Regions from separate parts of the Mus musculus genome. Here regions 1 and 2 are each linked to region 3. Evidence: chromatin contacts called from public ChIA-PET and promoter capture Hi-C data. All regions are on one chromosome and are shown on one strand. Each heading gives the region's core, a stretch centred on a gene start, on an enhancer-like site or on the middle of the called end of the contact. The rest is flanking DNA. Distances are from core to core; before and after follow the strand shown. Region 1 holds the start of Vcl (vinculin). Region 2 holds the start of Kcnk5 (potassium channel, subfamily K, member 5). Region 3 holds the start of Anxa7 (annexin A7).

What was found. Promoter capture Hi-C pulls out the DNA fragments that hold promoters and counts their contacts. ChIA-PET counts read pairs in DNA pulled down with a chosen protein or histone mark.
Region 1: a contact with region 3 is called in a promoter capture Hi-C map of liver, with 4 times the contacts expected there. The contact joins the promoter of Vcl here to the promoter of Anxa7 in region 3. A contact is called at or near these places in 5 of 39 promoter capture datasets (liver, macrophages, maxillary cranial neural crest and 1 more), 2 of 484 Hi-C or Micro-C datasets (embryonic stem cells and reprogramming fibroblasts) and 1 of 115 datasets of contacts at active chromatin or transcription factors (memory CD8 T cells).
Region 2: a contact with region 3 is called in an RNA polymerase II ChIA-PET map of memory CD8 T cells, with 17 read pairs. The contact joins the promoter of Kcnk5 here to the promoter of Anxa7 in region 3. A contact is called at or near these places in 1 of 39 promoter capture datasets (liver), 1 of 115 datasets of contacts at active chromatin or transcription factors (memory CD8 T cells) and 1 of 9 other capture datasets (liver).

Annotation. Positions count from the first base shown.
Region 1 is chr14:20,927,190-20,930,733 of GRCm38.p6, forward strand. Vcl (vinculin) reads left to right here and starts at 2,209. Exons shown (of 21, transcript NM_009502.5): 1 at 2,209-2,499. The coding sequence starts at 2,332.
Region 2 is chr14:20,179,320-20,183,367 of GRCm38.p6, forward strand. It overlaps Kcnk5 (potassium channel, subfamily K, member 5), which reads right to left and starts at 2,463. Exons shown (of 5, transcript NM_021542.4): 1 at 1,948-2,463. The coding sequence starts at 2,133.
Region 3 is chr14:20,478,494-20,482,436 of GRCm38.p6, forward strand. Anxa7 (annexin A7) reads right to left here and starts at 1,640. Exons shown (of 13, transcript NM_001110794.1): 1 at 1,402-1,640.

The DNA.
Region 1 (3,544 bases), core at 959-3,458, 450 kb after region 3:
TTCTTTTGGCCCTGCTGAGTCTCCATTTCCCTGCTTTGGCCCAGTCATCATTGCCATCTTTCCTACCTTGGTCTAACCTCAGGGTATATTTCCTCCAGTGTCTAGGGATGAAGCACGGTGATAGCCATTCCAAAACGGTAGCAATGCCACAGCATGTTTAAGGATGGAGTCAATGAGGGTAAATTATTTTTGAAGATCACTCGTTTGCTATGGGCTTAAGGAAGGAGGCCTATGGGAAATACCTGCCTTGGATTCTTTCTTCCTAGCAACTAAGAGAAGAATTACAAGTTAGTGGAGTGGAGGGGTTCCCAAGTTCTGGGAAGGTTTGTAGTTAACCCCAAAATCCCTCTGTCCAGGAGATAGGTCATTAAGTAATAAGCAAAACACAATGATGAACTGAGAGACTCCAGAGAAAGAAGTCTGACGTTGAATGGCCCAGGAAGCTCTTATCAAAGGCAGACAGAAATGAGCTCCCTCCTGTACAGCTTTGTTTCAGTTGGAGGCAGAGCCTCTGCATTCATGGTTATTTATTAAGGTGGTTTTGTTTGTTTTGTTTTTGAGTCAGTGTCTCAAGCAGCCCAGGCTGTCATCAAACTTGCTAGGTAGCCGAGGAGGACCTTGAACTTCTTCTAATCCTCTTGCCTCCAACTCCTGGGTGACAGACAAAATTATAGGTGTGTATGAACACCATGTCCTTGTTTTGTGATGCTAGAGGCTGACCTAAAGCTTTGTGTATGGTAGGCAAGTACTAAAGCTTTGTGCATGGTAGGCGAGTGCTCTTTACCAACTGAGCTCATCCCCACCTCAAGAGAAAGTTCAAGACTTGGTAACCACAGAGCAGAAACGGGGGTATGTACTGCTAGACACACAGAACTTTAGAGCTGGGTAAGACAACATGTGGCTTGGCCTTCTGCAAAATGTGACATCCTGAGAAACATTTTTCTTTGACTTGAGGATCTTTCATTTGAAGGCATTAATGAATGTGTTTCCTCTCAGAATGAGGAAGCTTGGGCAAGAGAACTTGAGGTTAGGAAAACATGCAGATGTCTTAAATGTGGTGAGGGGATTGGGCAATTTGGCCCTACTTACAGACTTGTTAAAAAGTATCCACTTTTGAATTTTCATTTCACTTTTTTTTTTTTTTTGAGATGGGGGTCTTGTCATGTTGCTCAGACTGGCTTGGAACTCCTTCCTCAAATGATCCTCCTAACCCTGCCTCTGGAGTGCTGTTGTAACTACAAATAGATGCTCATCACAACCACAAAAGGACTACCCCTCCAGGATGGCCTCAAACTTTCTTTGTAGTGGAGTATGACCTTGAACCCCTGATCCACTTCCCTAGTGCTGCTGGTATACGGGCCCACTCTATCAAGGCTGATTTTGCGTAGTGCTGGGAATCAAACCTAGGGCTTCTTACATTCTAGGCAAACATTTTAGCAACGGAACCAGACCTAAGTAGATTTGCAAAAATGGGATACCAGTCGCTAAAACAGAAGGTGGCAGACAGACTTCTACTCACCAAAAGCGAAAGATTAGCAGGTAAATTTCATTAAGTCTCTAGTTCTACGGAAACGTTCCTATTTATTTAGAAAACACGTATTTGCAAGTGAACGTGTACACGGAGGTCTAGAAAGTGCCACACCAAACTTAACTGTGACTATCCGAGGGCAGATAGTACAAATCAATGGGTACTCATGTTTCTCGGTGTGTTTTTGTTGTCTGGATCTTTTTACTTCCTCGTGAATTACTGGGAGGTGACGGAACAGTGTTCTGACTGCGTCCGGTGACGGTAAAGGGGAGCACCCTGCGGGGAGACCGGGGGAAGCCGAGGTCCCCTCTCTCTGGCGCTGCCTGAGGTGAGGATATCCCGCCCTACTGAGGTGATCCTGCGGAGGGGCGGAGCTCCGCCACTCTGAGGCGGGAGGCGGCTCCTGGGGGCGGGGCCAGTCCAGTGCAGTCGCTCGCTCCGCTCCCACTATGCCCTTATAAGGAGCGCCCCGCGAGAGGGTTCGGGAATCCGGTCGCAATCCCTGCGGCGCAGCCCCAATCCCAGGCCCCTCCCTTGGGAATGGGGGCGGGGCGGGACCTTAGCGGCTCTGCCTTGGGGGCGGAGCTTATCGAAGTAAGACCAATAGGAGCCACAGTCCGGCTCTGAGTTGCGTTACCATTGGGCGCGGCGACGTGAGAGGGCGGGGCGCCTGTGGGGCTAGTTACGCCGAGGGAAGCCCGGACTCTAGTCGCCGCTCCGAGTCAGTCACTCGCCGCCGGCTCCCGGCCCTACGGATCCCAGTTTTCTGTTGCCCGCGGTACGCCGCCCCGCTAGCCGCCGCGATGCCGGTGTTTCACACGCGTACGATCGAGAGCATCCTGGAGCCGGTGGCGCAGCAGATCTCGCACCTGGTGATTATGCACGAGGAGGGCGAGGTGGACGGCAAAGCCATTCCTGACCTCACCGCGCCCGTAGCCGCCGTGCAGGCGGCCGTCAGCAACCTCGTCCGGGTGAGCGCGCCGGGCCTGGGACGGGAGCGCGGGCGGGAGAAGTCCCCAGGGTCCCGGTCCGCCTCGCTGCTTGCATTCGCAGGCGCTTGGAGCGTCGGGTGGACTCCAGGGCAGGTGCCGTGGTTTCGAATGCCGATTTCTCTGGGCTGTGACCTTGAGCAAGCCACTGAGCCTGTCGGGGACCTCAGTTTCCTCATCTATAAAATGGGACACTTGTGTGAGAAATCCTGCCTTGGGGCTGTGCTGTGAAGAGTCAGCGAGCTTTTAGTTGTGAAGTGCCTAGGGTGTGTGTGCCCGTAGTAGGCGCCCAAGAAATGGTCGTTAGGTTGTCTCACGGTCCCTCCCCTGGGCAGGCTCGCGTCACTTGCGTTGAGTACCTTGCTCTTAGCTCCTTTTTAGGCCTCTCCTCTCCAACCTGTGGGTGGTTTCTCTTATGGTCTCCCTGCCCTAACTTCCAAGGATTCTTATTTGCACCGGGCTGCTCGCCTTTCTAATACTTCTGTCCCCTGAGACCCACCTGCCCAACCCTCCCCTGGGATCCTGGTGTCTGTCGCTTCTACCCAACTGCTTGGCTTCTTCCTCTCTCTGTCGCCGCCTCCTTTCCTTCGGGGCATTTTGCTCACACCTCCGGGGACTCTTAGCACCTTTAGACAGTAATTCATAACCAGGAGCCCTGCTTGCCCTCTGCCTGACCCCATGGCCGTCATTTTATTCCTTCCATGAAGCTGTCTATCCATCTTTACTGCTGTCAAATGGCTTTCTTTCACTGGGGCCTTTCCAGATTTGGGGGGCCTCCTCCTCTGCCCCTCCTTCTGGCAGGAAGCAAGATGGAGCTGCTGTGAGAGGCCTGTGGAATCTGGGATCTGCAGCCCCTGCCTGAGGGGAAGGCTAGGGCGTTCTTTGCCAGTCCACACTTTTCTGCCTGCCCCTAGCTATTTATCGATCTTTGTAGCCCACTTCTGAAATGGGAAAAGAGATAGAGAGACTAGTCTCGTAACTGTACCCTGGCTAATGTCACACTTGCTCCAGGCTGGGTGTGACTCAG
Region 2 (4,048 bases), core at 1,213-3,712, 300 kb before region 3:
GGGTGTGTGTGACAGACTGTCCTTGTTCATTCAAGCAAGCATCTAGAATCTTCTCCAAATCACACTGGCCTGATGTTGCTCAAATTCTTTTTTCTAAAAGTTACCTGTCCACTTTGGGGGTGGAGGTACTGCTGACAGACAAGACCTTAAAATAAAGGGCATTTTGTTTTTTCAAACACCCTACAGAAACCACTTGACCTGTAAAGCCACCGCACCAGATGTACCAGGCTGCATAGCCCCTAAACACTGCCCCCACCCCTTCTCCTTGGGTTTTGAAGTTTATTTTCCCACATTTAGCCTTGAATTCTTTCCTTCCTTCCCCTGCCACGGAGGAGGAGGAGCAGCAGGGAGGGGAGACTTCGAGGGCAGCTGGAGACTTATCATCCTCTCCTCCCCCTCCCCTAAACAAAGCCCCCAGAGCAAACTACACACACACACACACACACACACACACACACACACACACACACAAAACTCTCCTCCAGAGATCCTGTCAGGGCTATCACAAACTGACCACCTTCTTCCTCCTCAGCACACCCAGATGCAGCAGACGGGTATGTGGATCTTTCCAGAACCCCCTGGAAGAACAGCTGTCTTTTGAAACTCACCACTAGCATCACTATCACGTAACCTTCCACGCCCAGCCCCTAAACATAGGGGACAGGTCTACTCAAAAGCAACAACACACCTAGTGGTGTAAACCTGCTGAGGGCAACTCTCTGATGAGCCCATGATCTCTCGGGCACCTAAAATGTTTCTGTGAATGTCCATCTGAAATTAGGAGGTAGTACCAATAGGATGTGTTTAGGTTTTCTCAGTTGTCAATGGTACAATAGTTCAGGGCAGGACAAGGATGAAGACAGGTTTGTTCCCATTTGACAAAACAGGTAAATGAGGCTGGAAAGTGAGAGGCATGAGACAAGTGGAAAGAAGTGGGGGCTGATGTCGATCAGATCTATAATGATTTGAACAGTCTACCCCTGCTCCAGTTTAATCCTACCATTATTGTTAGAAGGCCAGGAACAGGATGGATGGATGCTTGGGGCTGAGCCCTCAAGAAACAGAGAAGAACCTCTGACCCTAAGTTGGCTCAAGGTTCCAGTTGAGATGGTCAGCCAAGTTTACCATGGTGAGGTCAATGGTCTACTGGGTGTGTGCATTCTCAGATAAGTGACTCCACAAGCTAACATCAGGGAAACATCCCCTCACCCACACTATCCTCGCTCCCTAAAAGGGCACTACCTGAATTTGGGTGTTCGTTTGTGCAACCTGCTGTTTTGACAAAGCTTAATTCCGAGTCCTTGAGGGATGGCTCAGCTTGCTAAGACTTCATGGAAGCCTGGGACCGTCCCGAACATTCCAGCCACAGACCTTCCTCCGAGGCACTTAGGATATGTCCGAGCTCCCTGCCCCACTCAAAGTGCAGCAACTGGCGGGTGTGTTTTTGCTCACACCAGGTCTGGGGGCCCTCTGCTGTATTCAAGTTTAGAAAGGTCGAGCGGGCGCGGCAACGGCCCTGGAGCGGGAGGTGGTGACGCGAGGGGTGGCACCCGGCTCTGCTCCCGGACTCCGGGAGCGTCTCCAAGGAAAGATAAACTCCTTTATCCGCCCCACAGCCTCCCTCCAAAGAGGGAGGCACCCGCACACCCACACTAAGCCACCGCGGGGCCCAGTTCATCCTGGAGTCAACCCCAAGTTCTCTCGGAACTTACTAGGTACTGACCAAGTCTGCGCGCGTGGGGGAATCTCCCTGTCCCTAGACGAAAGACACAGATCTTTGCGACCTGACACCTGATGAGGCATTTTCTCCCGCCACCCAGGGACTTCTGGTTGGGACTGGGGGGTGGGGGGTCGTCTTAAACTGTAGGAGGGAGTATCCCCTTCAATACCGCTATAGTCCCAACAGCTTCAGATGCATGTGGAGGATTCTGGCGACCGACGGCTCACCTGTAGGATCTTGTCCAGTCCCTCCTGACTCAGGCACGGAAACTCCTTGAGTAGATGCAGTTTCTGTGTATAGTAGTTTTTCTTGGCCTCCTTCCAGTGTGGCTCCTCCAGCACTTCGAAGATCGCTGCCCCGATGGCCAGGTAGAATATGATGGCCGAGGTGAGTAAAGGACCCCGGTCCACCATGACTCTGGAATGGCCACCTCCTGGAGAAAGAGTCCCCTAATTCCAGCAGCTCCGGGTTCACTCGTCCTGCAGCCCTGGACACAGCTGTTTGAATTTGGAGCTCCGCATGCGCAGTGCCCGGTACCCCCGCGCGCCGCTCCCGGGACAGTTGCTTGGCCAAGTTGGCTCCCTGAACGCGGGGAACTGCGTGGATCACGTTCTCACAGGCCAGGGTGAGCGCACATCAAAAGGGGGTTGGGGCCACCCCAATCTCTCGATCCTGAAGGGTAGGGTGAAACTCAGGACCCACACCAGCAGACACGTGTGCCGCCTCTGCGCGCGCGACAGTACGCCCAGCGCGCCTCCGCAGGGCTCTTTAAGCAGCTCTCAGCCCGCCCGCTCGCGCCAGACCCTGAAAGGGGTGGAGTCCATTCGGAACCCGCCCCTGGCCCCGCCCAGCGCGCCTGAAGTCATTACACCAAACACCGGGTTCTCCAAGCTCCAGGCCAAGGCTTCATGGCCCCACCAGACTTCCAGGAGCCACACAGTCGCGGGATTTGCGGTCTGCGGGACTCCAGTTGCGTATTAGAAATCGATATAATTCGCTAAAACGGTCATGCACCTTACTGCTGAGGTCAGAAATACATTGCCAGTGTTACTATCACATCCAGATGTTTCCCCAATTATTCCTGGGGCTCACACACTTACTTATCTGACCCGAGTAAGGAGATTGGATCTGAATTAGGATTACTGGGAATTAATCCCAACCACAAATGGGTGAAGAACCCATCCCAGGTCATCTGTGTTCGCGACACTTCTGAGAGAGGCGACAGACAGCCACACCCACATTACAAGGACCTCTTCCTTACTCCCAAGCCTGCTTAAAATTACAACACCACTTCCCCCTTACCCACCCCAGCTGGAATATCTACTGGAGAGACTAGAAATGCTTTCCACTCGGTGATGCATTTATCCACAGGCCTGTTAATAGCGATAAACACTCAGACCAGGTGTGGTGGTAGTGTGCACATTTAGTCCCAACTAGAGAGGTATACCAACTTTGTCTACATAGGGAGTTCTAGGCCAGCCAGGCTACACAGTAAAACCTTCTCTCAAAAATAAACAAATACTTGATAATAGGCAGAAGATGTGAATACATCTGTCAAAACTCGTCTGAGTTACTCCTCACTCTGCTTGCTTCTCTGAGCATTTATAAACCCTGGGCAGACGACATGTTTTTGTATCGTAATCGGGGGTTTGTCGTTAGATCTACTTTCCAGGAAAGAAATGGAAGCTAGGCAGAGCCATTTGGGCAGCCTCCACTGTCTCAAGTCAGGGGTGCTGACTTGTGTGCCAGAGCCACAGCCTGCCCCTGACCTCTGTGGCAGCAGATGCAACAGAGGCCAGAGTCCCTGGCACTACCCCCTCCCCAGGGCCTTTTCCTTCTGTGGGTGATTAATCGTCACAGGCCGAGAGTTGCAAGAAGGTTGTCTGTGGCTCTTGAAATCTTGCTGCATCTGCAGAGCTAAGGATGGCTCCACACTGCTGATCAGTCAATCATTTAGATAGGGTCTCCCTGTGTAGCTCTGGTTATCCTGGACCTCGCTATGTAAACCAAGCTGACTTTGAACTCACAAAGATCCACTCCCTACACTTCCCAAGTGCTGGAATTAAAGACATGGCCACCACCTCTGGCCTTCAATTGTTTGTAGCTCTTGTTTGAAGATTGTGAACATGCCCTGAGGGAGAAGTCTGAGCAGGAAACCGAGAAAACTCAGGTTTCTAGGGCAGGAGAGATGGCTTGTCAGTTAAGAGACTGACAGCCCTGTCTCGAAAAACCAAAAAAAAAAAAAAAAAAAAAAACAGAGAGAGACTGACAGCTATTACAGAGGACAGAGTCTCATTTTCCCTGTAACTCCAGTTCCAGAGTATCCAA
Region 3 (3,943 bases), core at 390-2,889:
GAAAAGGGTGCAGCCTGACTGGGAGAGTGCATGCAGGTGTGTGTGGGGTGTGTGTGGGGTGTGGGTGTGTATGTGGGGGGTATAACGACAAAGCAGCTCATTTTTTCATGGCCTTTTAGCCCCTTTAAACATTGCTCATGTGATCACTTCAAAAAGTAGACTTTAAACTTTTTGTAAAAGGCTAACAAACCCTAGGGTGACTCAACAAATTACTCAGCTCTGCTGAAGTTAACAGGACTCTTCTGAGTGAACCAGAGCTTTTGTTTTCCCTTTAACAATGTTACAAACAACCTTTAGAAAAACTTGGAAAATCCAATCTTGGTTCTCCAAACCATCTCCACCCAGTGAGTCAGTTAGTAAAAGGGTGGATCTATGTCAGTCTCTCAACTGGCAAGAGGCCTAAGAAGTTAAGGGTGGGGTTGGGGGTGGGGACCGGTGACAAACTGGGAAGGGAAACAGGAAGTGTGACTTAGGCCAGGCAAGAACAGAAACAGTTTCCCAAAAGCCGCCTCTAGGTTCCGGAAGGGCCATTTAAAGCAATGACTGAGGATAACAGGGAAACAGGGCTTAGTCCTCTGCGTGGGAAGGTAGCCCTCTACTTAACCACGAGGGCTAAAGGGTGGTTTAAGTTTGCGGGAGCAAAATTATTTACTCCACTTGTTTCTAATGATTTCCTGGCCTAAACCGTAGCTCACTACACTTGTACTGTAATTGGGGCAGATTGCTTTATCAGAATGGCTCGCTATCACCTGGCAGCAATTAAGGAATGTAATGGATAACAGTAAAATACCTTTCGTCTTTTCACTTGGTTTAGCCATTCCCCTCTGCATCTTGCTTACCTAGACGGCTGATATGGGTCAAGGACAAGGAAAAAAAAATCTAGATTGTTACTGGAATAGTTTCCAAGAATTTTAAACCGGAGCTTACATATCAGGCTTGTGAATTCTGCCCTAGATGTCATTAAGCACGGCACAAATTCCTCAAGTTCCTCTAAATTTGCTGTGTCACCAAAAAGTCTAGTCACTAGCCAAAGCCAGCTTTCGGAGCTGCTAGTCGGCCTTCTGGCAAGGGGCTTCACCAGGGCCACCATCGGGCCTTAAGTCCGCCACTTGCGGCCCAACTGACCGAAAGCGGGGTACCACTGCTGCCTGGCATCCCACTCTAAGCCTAACAGAGTGATTTACCCACAGACCTTCCCAGTCCTCCAGCACGCAGGGAAAGCATGCCCAACCCACCCCAAACACCCGAAACGCGTCCGAGTCCGCGTCCGCCACCCGGAGGCCCACCTCGTTAGGACACGCGCGGGGCTCTACGACTACGGTTGGAAGACCAGACCAGGGACTGGGAACGAGCTGACTGACCGACGGAAGAACAGCAAGGGGAGGGGGTGCGAGTCCTCACCTGAACGAGAAAGCAGCGTCACACCCTAGCCCGCTTTCCTGCAATATGGAGCCAGAGGGCGTGGCGCATGGGCGGCGCGAGGGTGCTAGCTGCTTGGACCGCCCCCAAGCTCGGGCGGGACGCTGCGCCCCTCAGGTGGCTCAGCTAGTTTTAACACGTGTCTATATCTCAGCGAGGTAAATCTACTCCAGGTGGTGCTACTGTAGAAAGGAACTGCAGCTTTGGGTGGAGCCGCGCAAGTGGGCGGAGCAGAGGGACTCAAAGATAGAGAGCTCCAGGCCTCCGGGGATCCTGAGAACCTAGGTTTGTTTCATGTGACTATAGGGAATTGTGAGTAGACAGAACTGGAGTTGAATTAAACAAAACTAAGCAGGGTTCAAAGTTCTACTGGTCCATTAGTGTTAAACTCACCATATATAGAACTAAGTATTTGAGGCACTTACATGGAAAGAAAACATACACAGAGACATAGTGAAGTGATGAATGGAGGTTACAGGTCAACCAAATGTTCACCTCTTTTTTTTTTTTTTTTTTTTTTTTTTTTTTTTTTTTTTAAGGTTGGTCTTACTGGGACTGATGGGCAGTAAGGCAAGAATGGCTGATCAGTGAGCTCCTGGGATTCACGTATGCATTTTCAGTGATAGAATTACAGGCTGGCATTTGCACCTGACTGAGCCAGCTCTCCACCATGGCTTTCACTTTCACGACAAAATTGTATTTGGGTATGTAAGCCTGAGCATGACTTGTAGGGATTGTTTCCCTTCCTCTACCATGTGATTTTCAGGGATGGAATTCAGGTCATAAGGCTCCACGGTAAACACTTGGGTAAGGCATGGAGACAAATGCCTTCACACCTCAGCACACGCCAATTCCACTATACTACAGTTTTTAAAAAAGTTTATTTGTATAAGATATATTTCTGAGTGTGGGCACATGTGGAGGTCAGAGGACAACTTGGAAGAGGAGACAGTGCTCCCTTTCCACCATGTAGGTTGAGAGAATGCCACTGTGTTTTCCAGGCTTGGCTGCAAGGCCCATTTACCACTGGGCCATCTCACAGGCCCAAGGCACTTTCACTTGATATTTGAAACATAAAATTTAAAATAAGGTAAGCCAGGCAGTGGTGGCGCACACCTTTAATCCCAGCACTTAGGAGGCTGAGGCAGTTGAATTTCTGAATTCGAGGCCAGGCTGGTCTACAGAGTGAGTTCCAGGACAGTCAGGGCTACACAGAGAAATCCTGTCTCAAAAAGCCAAAAAGCCAAAAAAAAAAAAAAAAAAAAAAAAAAAAAATTGAAAGAAGGTAGTTTTTTGTTTTCATTGTTACATCCCAGAAGTAAAAGGTATCCTGGAATCCTCTGGTATTCCTGGAGCCAAGGAATAGCAGAGTCACACCACACATCAAACCTTACAGAATAGACTTGGCAAAGAAGCAGTGAAGAAGTGAGCAGAAAGCAGGCTTTCTATCCGGTGTCTTGGCGGGGAGGTGCAGACCTTTCCAGGGTGGCCAGATCATGAGCTTCTTTTTCTGTAGGGCGGGGCCTGGCCACTCCCACTCTTCTGTTCGAGTAGCCTGTGGGGTGGAGCCTGGCAGCTGGAGGTCTCTAGGTGCTTCATACAAGGGGAGTCTCTGCACATGGCTGCCCAAGTTGGTGTGAAAGCCAACATTTGTGCTACTCGTGTAATATCTAAGAAAACATTGTACAAATTCATGAAGATTTATATATTCTAAGCATTGAAGTTCTTTAGATCTCTGATCCATTTTAAAGTGTTTGAGGCTGGGTCTTCATATAGCTCAAGCTGACCTCAAAACTTGCTGTGCGACCACAGATGAGCTTGAACTGATCCTTCTTCCTCTACCTCCTGAGTGCTGTCGATTTTGTTGACTTTAGCCTTGCTGTGTAGCCAGGACAGCCTCCCAGTTCCTGAGCCTCCTGCCATACCGGCATTTGTACTGGAATTAGAGGCATGTCCCACAACACAGTTTAAACTCACTTTATATGATATGAACTGGAGCTTCAACTTTACTCTTTTGCATGTGGCTATCCAATTGTTCTAGCAAGGTTTGTTGAAAGGTCTATTATTCAGTCTGTTCTACAGAATGAGTTCCAGGACAGCTACACAGAGAAATCCTTTCTCAAAAACAATCAAAAGGAAGGAAGGAAAAAACGTTTATCCCTTTGATCCTTGTCAAAAATCAGATGACTCATAAACAGTAAGGATTTTTTTTTCAACTTTTGCAATGGTCTAAATGTATGTATCTCCTTCAAAATTGATGTTTCTAAGTCTTCGTCTCCAAGATTATGGTATCAGGAAGTAAGGCTGTTGGGAGATGACTAAGCCAAGAGAGCACTACCCTAATGTATGGGCTTATTGCCCTGATTAAAAGTATGACTGGGGGGCTGGTGAGATGGCTCAGTGGGTAAGAGCACCAGACTGCTCTTCCAAAGGTCTGGAGTTCAAATCCCAGCAACCACATGGTGGCTCGCAACCATCCTAACGAGATCTGATTCCCTCTTCTGGAGTGTCTGAAGACAGCTAC